Regions from separate parts of the Lactuca sativa genome. Here region 2 is linked to region 1. A link is a contact called in public Hi-C data. All regions are on one chromosome and are shown on one strand. Each heading gives the region's core, a stretch centred on a gene start, on an enhancer-like site or on the middle of the called end of the contact. The rest is flanking DNA. Distances are from core to core; before and after follow the strand shown. Region 1 holds the start of LOC122194862 (DNA-directed RNA polymerase subunit beta'-like). Region 2 holds the start of LOC111901102 (MND1-interacting protein 1).

Region 1 (3,472 bases), core at 965-3,464:
TTTCCTCTGGCTCCCGAAAAAGACATTATATGGACTGGATTAAAAGGATCGGTCATCCGAAAATTAGGATTCATTTCTTGTCGCAAATATTCACTTGTGGCATACCATATTTCGATCGATTGACGTAATTTTTCTACCGCGTGTACATTCCCATAATGATGGTGTTTTTCCAAAATAAAACTTTGTTGTTCAGCGTCTTGAACTAGCCATCTTTTAGAAGGTATTGTTAAAAGATCATCAATTCCTAATGAAATGGATGCGGCGGTAGCTTGTCGGAAACCCAGAGTCTTTACTTGATCCAGGATATGTGATGTATATCCTATTCCATAGTGATCAATAAATCGACTAATAAGCCGTTTCATGGCAGTTCCGTCTATCACTTTATTGTGAAAGACCTGAGTGGGCCGTTCTGCCATCAGTACCTCCATATTGCGCTGAGTAGAATTTTACAATGGGCTTGAGTCAGTGATTGGAAAACTTCCTTTTCTAGATCTTGATTCACGTAGAAATTCTGCACTTATGGTCCTAGTTAACCCGGAGAGACTCGAATTCCCGTTGGTAGCATAGAATTACAACAGCCCTGCCAAAACCCCTGTATGGCTTCTTCTATTTCTCGATAAAGGGAAATATGACCAAGAGTGGTTCGAATATATATATAAAGAATTTCTTTTTTTATACTTCGTACTATTAGATAGTGTCCATAAATCTCATAATAGGTCCCCACAGATTCATAGTGAATTTCGATGGGAACTTCTCTTGCAGCAATAACGCGTTGATCTAGTCGCCACCGCAGCCACAAAGGACTACCTAAATTGATTCGTTTTTGCCGATAAGCTCCAATTGCATCATAGGGATTACAAAAAAAGGGTTCTTTTTTTTTTGTATACTTATAGTTATTATCTTCATTTTGATAGTTTCTACGATTACATGGATTATACCTATTTACACAAATACCCCGACGATTTCCACTCGTTAAGACATAGAGTCCACTAAGCATATCTTGAGTTGGTGCCGAAATCGGATCCCCAATAGTTGGAGACAAAAGATTCATATGAGAAAACATAAGTAAACGCGCCTCTGCTTGAGCCTCCAAAGATAAAGGCACATGAACAGCCATTTGATCCCCGTCAAAGTCTGCATTGAAGCCCTTACAAACTAATGGATGTAAACAAATAGCGCGCCCTTCCACTAAAACGGGGAGGAATGCCTGTATGCCTAATCTATGCAGAGTAGGCGCTCTATTCAGCAATACAGGATGGTCATCCAGAATTTCCTGAAGTATTTCCCATACAATCGGTTTTTTTTTCCGAATTTGACTCTTAGCAACTCCTATGTTCGAAGCAAGATGTTTTCTAATTAGGTCACGAATTACAAATGCCTGGAAAAGTTCTATTGCTATTTCGCGAGGCAATCCACATCGATGTAATGAAAGTGAAGGGCCCACGACAATCACGGACCGCCCTGAATAATCGACCCGTTTACCAAGCAGAGTCTCGCGAACTCTTCCTTCTTTGCCTTCAATTACATCTGAAAGCGACTTGTAAACTCTATTATGATCATCCCTCATTGGTTGTCCGCAGATTCCATTATCAAGAAGTGCATCCACGGCTTCTTGTAGCAATTTTTCCTGAGATATTATTAATTCTTCTGGCGTAGCTATACTTGTTGTTAATAGATCTGTAAGAGTATTATTCCGATAGATAATTCTTCTATAGATTTCATTAATATCCGAGGTCACTAGTTTATCCTCATCTATATGATAGATTGGTCTCAACTCAGGAGGAAGAACTGGTAATAGACGCAAAACCATCCATTTTGGTTCTATATTTGTTCGAATAAAATGCTTAGCCAATTCCATGCGTCTAAGCAAAAAATCTTTTCTTCTTCCAACTTTTCGATCTTCCCATTCGTTCCCTGTGGGTTCCTCTTCCTCCAATTCTTTCCATTCTACCAATGAATAGTCTATAATAATTCGTAAATCTAGATTGGCTAATTGTTGTCTGATAGAACCTCCCCCGGTAGACATCTCTCGATTTCGAAATGTATCGAAGCTCCGGGTAGTAAAAAAAATGGGGATCCTGTATTTCCAGGGTTGAATTTCATATTCTAATAAACCCCGTAATCGTAAAAAAGTAGGTTTTTTATCTATGGGCCTAGCAAAATAAAAATTGGGATAGGATCTCCCCCCCTCAAAATCGGACGTGAAAGTTTCCTTTCATCCGGCTCAAGTAGGTATACCAAAAAAAGAAAAAGAAAGGAGTTAACATAGAATTGAATTGCAACGTGAATGTTCTTTAAGAAGTTATTTCTTTTAAAATCTAAAGATCTATAAAGATTCTCATGATCAAAGCTTGGTGGAAATCACAATTGAGAAAGAAAAATACTATTGAATATTCCAAGTCCTAATGAATAAGGAATGTAACATAAAAACTATAAAAATAATAATCATTAATCATAAATTTGCATACAAATATTTGTATACAACATTAAACAACATTGGATGTTTTGTTCATACGTCAATCATCGTTATTTTTAACTAAAATGTAAATTGGATTCAAAACTTCAACAATATTCTTTTAAGTCAAGATCAATAATAAAATCATCATTTTGTAAATAAAATGAAAAAGAAAGACAATTATATATGATAATATCATTTTTTTATTTAAAATCAAAAAGCAAGGTGATATAAGAAACAAACATGAACATAAAATGAAAAACAAATTATAGGAAAAACTAAAAATAAAGATTTCTAAAATAGTATTTTAAAAAAAGATATAACTAAAATGAGGAATTATTGGTTTCTTTAAGTAATAATTTATTGGGGGATGAGTAGGCCAATTAGATAATTGGGATGACCAAAAGATGATAAAAATCCATAAACTGATTTATTTATTATATATAAATGAAATGATATTTTTACATATGGTTGTAACATTAGCACCACGTCAACTTGAAATAAGTGTACATTTTATGAGGAAAAGCATGTTCAAAAACATTTTTTCCTGTAAAAACTACCCTAAGAAATATATAAAAAAAGGTATACAATAGGATTGTTGTGGTAAAGACAATAATACCCACGGTTTGTAGAAGAAAACTTCAGCTACTGGAGATGCATGTCTCAAAGGTTCCTGCAATGGAACAAAGCTAGCTAAAGGCTTTTGGGTTCAACCTAAACTCCTACAAAAATTCAGATAAATATCATTTAATGGGTTTTAAAATGAGGTTTTTGTACATGGTCAATGCCAATACCATATCTTAAAAAACATGAAACTTATTAATTAGTTGCATCTCTTGTTGACACATAAATAGAAGAAATTTCCAAATTCTCCATAAAATTAATGCATTGGAATTTTAAATAAGAAATATCAAGTCATAAAGAGGTCTAATACACATAAAGTGCAAACACAATCTGTTGCAGAAAAGATTGTGCCTCTGGCCTGAAAGAATAAAGTTGGAAATAATTGAAAAAAAA
Region 2 (3,557 bases), core at 995-3,494, 180 kb after region 1:
CATTGCAATCATCTAAGGTTCTTAAACTTGAACCATTAACTTAATTTACTTCCAAGATTTTCAGACATTCACCATTATATTCCTCCTACATCATTTGATTTGTAACGGTAGTATATGAAGCCCACCAAGGGGTCTCCGATAGAAAGACGTCATTTGAAGGAAGATAATGGTAAAAGTCTAAATATTTTGGAAGCAATCAAGTTACGAGGTTCAATTTTAAGAAGTTTGGGTGATTACAATGCAAATATGATACAAAATTACGTAGTATGATATGGTTAGGTACCTAAGCTTATATAAGGTTGTTAGGTATATTCAGTTTACCCATATATATATATATATATAACATATCTTTTTTTATTATAATAAAACGCATACATTAAAAAAAATAGACTTAAATTATATAATATAAATATATTTATTATTAGGTTATGTGCTAGGTAAAGGAATAGAAAATATTTATATGATTCCATCGATATGAAAAATTTGTTAATAAAAATTTTAATATTTTCTTTTTGAAATGATATATTCAAATTTATTATTTTATGGTTATTATTATTTTATTTTACAAATATGTCTCGTAAATTTATTTTTATAATATTTTTATTAATATATGTGTTTGTTAACATTAAAATTTTGGGTTTCTAAAAATACAAACATGTTTTTTTAAAACACATTAAATGAAAAACATGTTTTAATATGTTTTTTTATATAATGTTATGTTTTTTTATTTAAAGTTATGGTGAAGTTTTCTACTGAATTGTTTATCTTTTCCAAAAAAAAATTGTTTTTATTTTTTTAGTTTAGAATTTGTTTTTTAAAAAAAACAATTTCAAGACATTTACTTTTTTATGTTTTTTTTCTAAATTTTGGTATTCATAACCATTTATCTTGTAAGAAGCTTTAAAAGAAAATTTAGAAAATAATAGAGTTAGTAAAATTTAATTGAATATTGCAAAACAATAATAAAGTTTGAAAAAAAAATTAATGATTTGAACAAAAGAAATTTTCAAAAACTTATTTTCTATTTATATTTTTTTTCAGTTTTAGATATGTCAATTTGTTTACACTTTTTTTTGTTTTAGAATATATATATATATATATATATATATATATATATAGAGAGAGAGAGAGAGAGAGGTAGGTTTAAATGTTTCTCACATCTATTGTGTGCTAGAATGCACCAATAAGAATTGAGTAAACATTAAATGGATATTAAATGATATCCATATTTATAATTCTTTTTTATGGAAACTAATTTAATTCGTCATTAATGTTAATAATAATATTCTTTCAAAATGAATTCATATATAAAATAATAAGAGTGTATTCTAGGAGAACGAGAGTATATTCTACTAGAATACACCCTCATTCTTCATATTCCATACAACTTTATTGTATTTTAAGTGAGTGGGTCCTGAAATAATGTTATTGCTAACATAAAAACCTAGATACGAATTCATTCTGAAAGAATGTTATTGCTGACATTAATGACGAATTTAATTAATTTCCATAAAGAGAAAATTATAATTATGGATATCATTTAATATACATACAATTATGGAAACCATTTAATATCTATCATTATTTAATTACATAATAATATAATTTTAGTAAATTTCTATTGGTGCATTCTAGCACACAATAGATGTAAAAAACACTTTAACCTAGTCCTATATATATATATATATATATATATATATATATATATATATATATATATATATATAGAGAGAGAGAGAGAGAGAGAGAGAGAGAGAACACAAAAATGTAAGAAATAGAAAGTTATTTTTTCGAAAAAAAAAAATATAATCAAAACCTTTTATTAATATCAATGACGAGTTATTTATGACAAACAAAAAAGCAAGAAAAAGAAAGCTTTTATTAATTTCAAAATCGATAGTATGATTTTCAGAATCCATAGTATGGTAATTTTATAAATATCACATACTATGAACGATTATTACATCAAAAAAGTAAGAAAGAGAAACTTTTTATTAATTTCAAAATCCAAAGTATGATTTTCAAAATCCATAGTATAGTAATTTTATAAATATCACATACTATGACCCATTATTACATTAGGATCATTAATTGGCTAATAAATACAATTGGCCTTATCAGGCTTTACTTTCTCAAGGTCAAATTTGCTAAATTCAGAAAACATACAATGTTTATTGAGTATGTTGCTACTTCCCATAACAAGAGTAATTTAATTACTTAAACTTTTACTCTGTAAAAAAGAATTAATCTTCATATATGTTCAAAATAATTCCACTCGTTTCATGCTTCCTTATTGCATCCGTTACGAACCATTCTGCATGCTCTCTCTTCTCTTGAATCATCGAACTTCCGCTTTCAAACATCGAAATACACTTGTAAGTTTGCATAATCGATATCTTCTGTATGGTTAGATCAAATAGCTATATGATTTTGTTGATGAAAATGAAATGATTGTATAAATTTCGATGTGTTTTTGTAGGAGCTAATGAGCACTGGTATTAAAGCACGACGTGTTCACCCCAATCGGATGTCTCAGCCTCCGGAACCTAGTCCCAAAGCATTGGTTACACCATCAGGTAGTGATCCTGATTCTTCTTTAAATCCGATGGGTTTTCAATTGGGGTTTAACAAATCGGCACAAACCCCTAATTTAAACCCTAATTTTGATGATGAAACGTTGGATCATTATACATATGAGCAACTTGAAGACTCTATTTTGAAAAAAATAGAGCTTTTGTACATCAAGGCTATTTCCCAGCTTGTTTCATCAGGCTATGATGAGCATGCTGTTTTAGAAGCTATATTGAGGAATGGACATTGTCATGGGAAAATGGACCCATTGACTAACATTTTGCATAATGCCCAAATATATTTGAGTACTGCCGATAGTGGATGCAATGATAAATTTGTTAGCACCGAGAAAGTGTTTGCTAATTTGAAGTTGTTGAGAGAAGCTACACTCATTTCTTTATTATGTTGGTTGAGGAAAAGTTATCCATTTATGAGCAGAAGGGATGCCATGTGTTGGTTACTCGTTTCTGACCTTCATACAATTCGTGTAAGTTCATCAAAAATCTCTAATGATGATGGCGATGGTGTTAATACACAAATGGATGATCCACATCCAAATTGGTCAGAGCCCACTCCATCAATGCTTGTCCTTTTAAAAGATAATGCAGACTTTTTAGCTGCAGAGTATAGAAGCTTGGATGGAGATTCTTTAGTTGCAGATGTAAAACATAGTAAGGTAAGTCTTGAAGGTTTGTGTATGAAGAATCAAACATCTACCAAAAGTATCTTGAAAAGATTCAATGATTTGAATCCCAAGGATGAGATACTTATGAGTTTAATGAAAGAAATCAAGGATCTTGATACACGCATCAATGAAAAAAAGAAGTGGGCTGATGAGAAAGCATTGCAAGCAGCAAAAAGGTTGTGTGAAGATCGCAATGAGTTAAAGAAGTTAAGAATGGAAAAGGAGGATAACGAATGGACTAAGAAGCAGAAGTCACCTCTTGATATTGACCACCCCACCATGAAGAGTCTCATTGATGCAG

The links. A called contact is a pair of places that touch in the nucleus more often than the background predicts.
Region 2: a Hi-C map of leaf shows a contact between it and region 1, with 3 times the contacts expected there. The contact joins the promoter of LOC111901102 here to the promoter of LOC122194862 in region 1. A contact is called at or near these places in 2 of 4 Hi-C or Micro-C datasets (leaf and seed).

What each region holds. Positions count from the first base shown.
Region 1 is chr6:156,121,181-156,124,652 of Lsat_Salinas_v11, forward strand. LOC122194862 (DNA-directed RNA polymerase subunit beta'-like) reads right to left here and starts at 2,215. Exons shown (of 1, transcript XM_042896147.2): 1 at 276-2,215. The coding sequence starts at 2,215. The coding sequence ends at 530. It overlaps LOC128126902 (DNA-directed RNA polymerase subunit beta''-like), which reads right to left and starts at 428. Exons shown (of 1, transcript XM_052765068.1): 1 at 1-428. The coding sequence starts at 428.
Region 2 is chr6:156,304,699-156,308,255 of Lsat_Salinas_v11, forward strand. LOC111901102 (MND1-interacting protein 1) reads left to right here and starts at 2,245. Exons shown (of 3, transcript XM_042895919.2): 1 at 2,245-2,375; 2 at 2,480-3,557. The coding sequence starts at 2,283.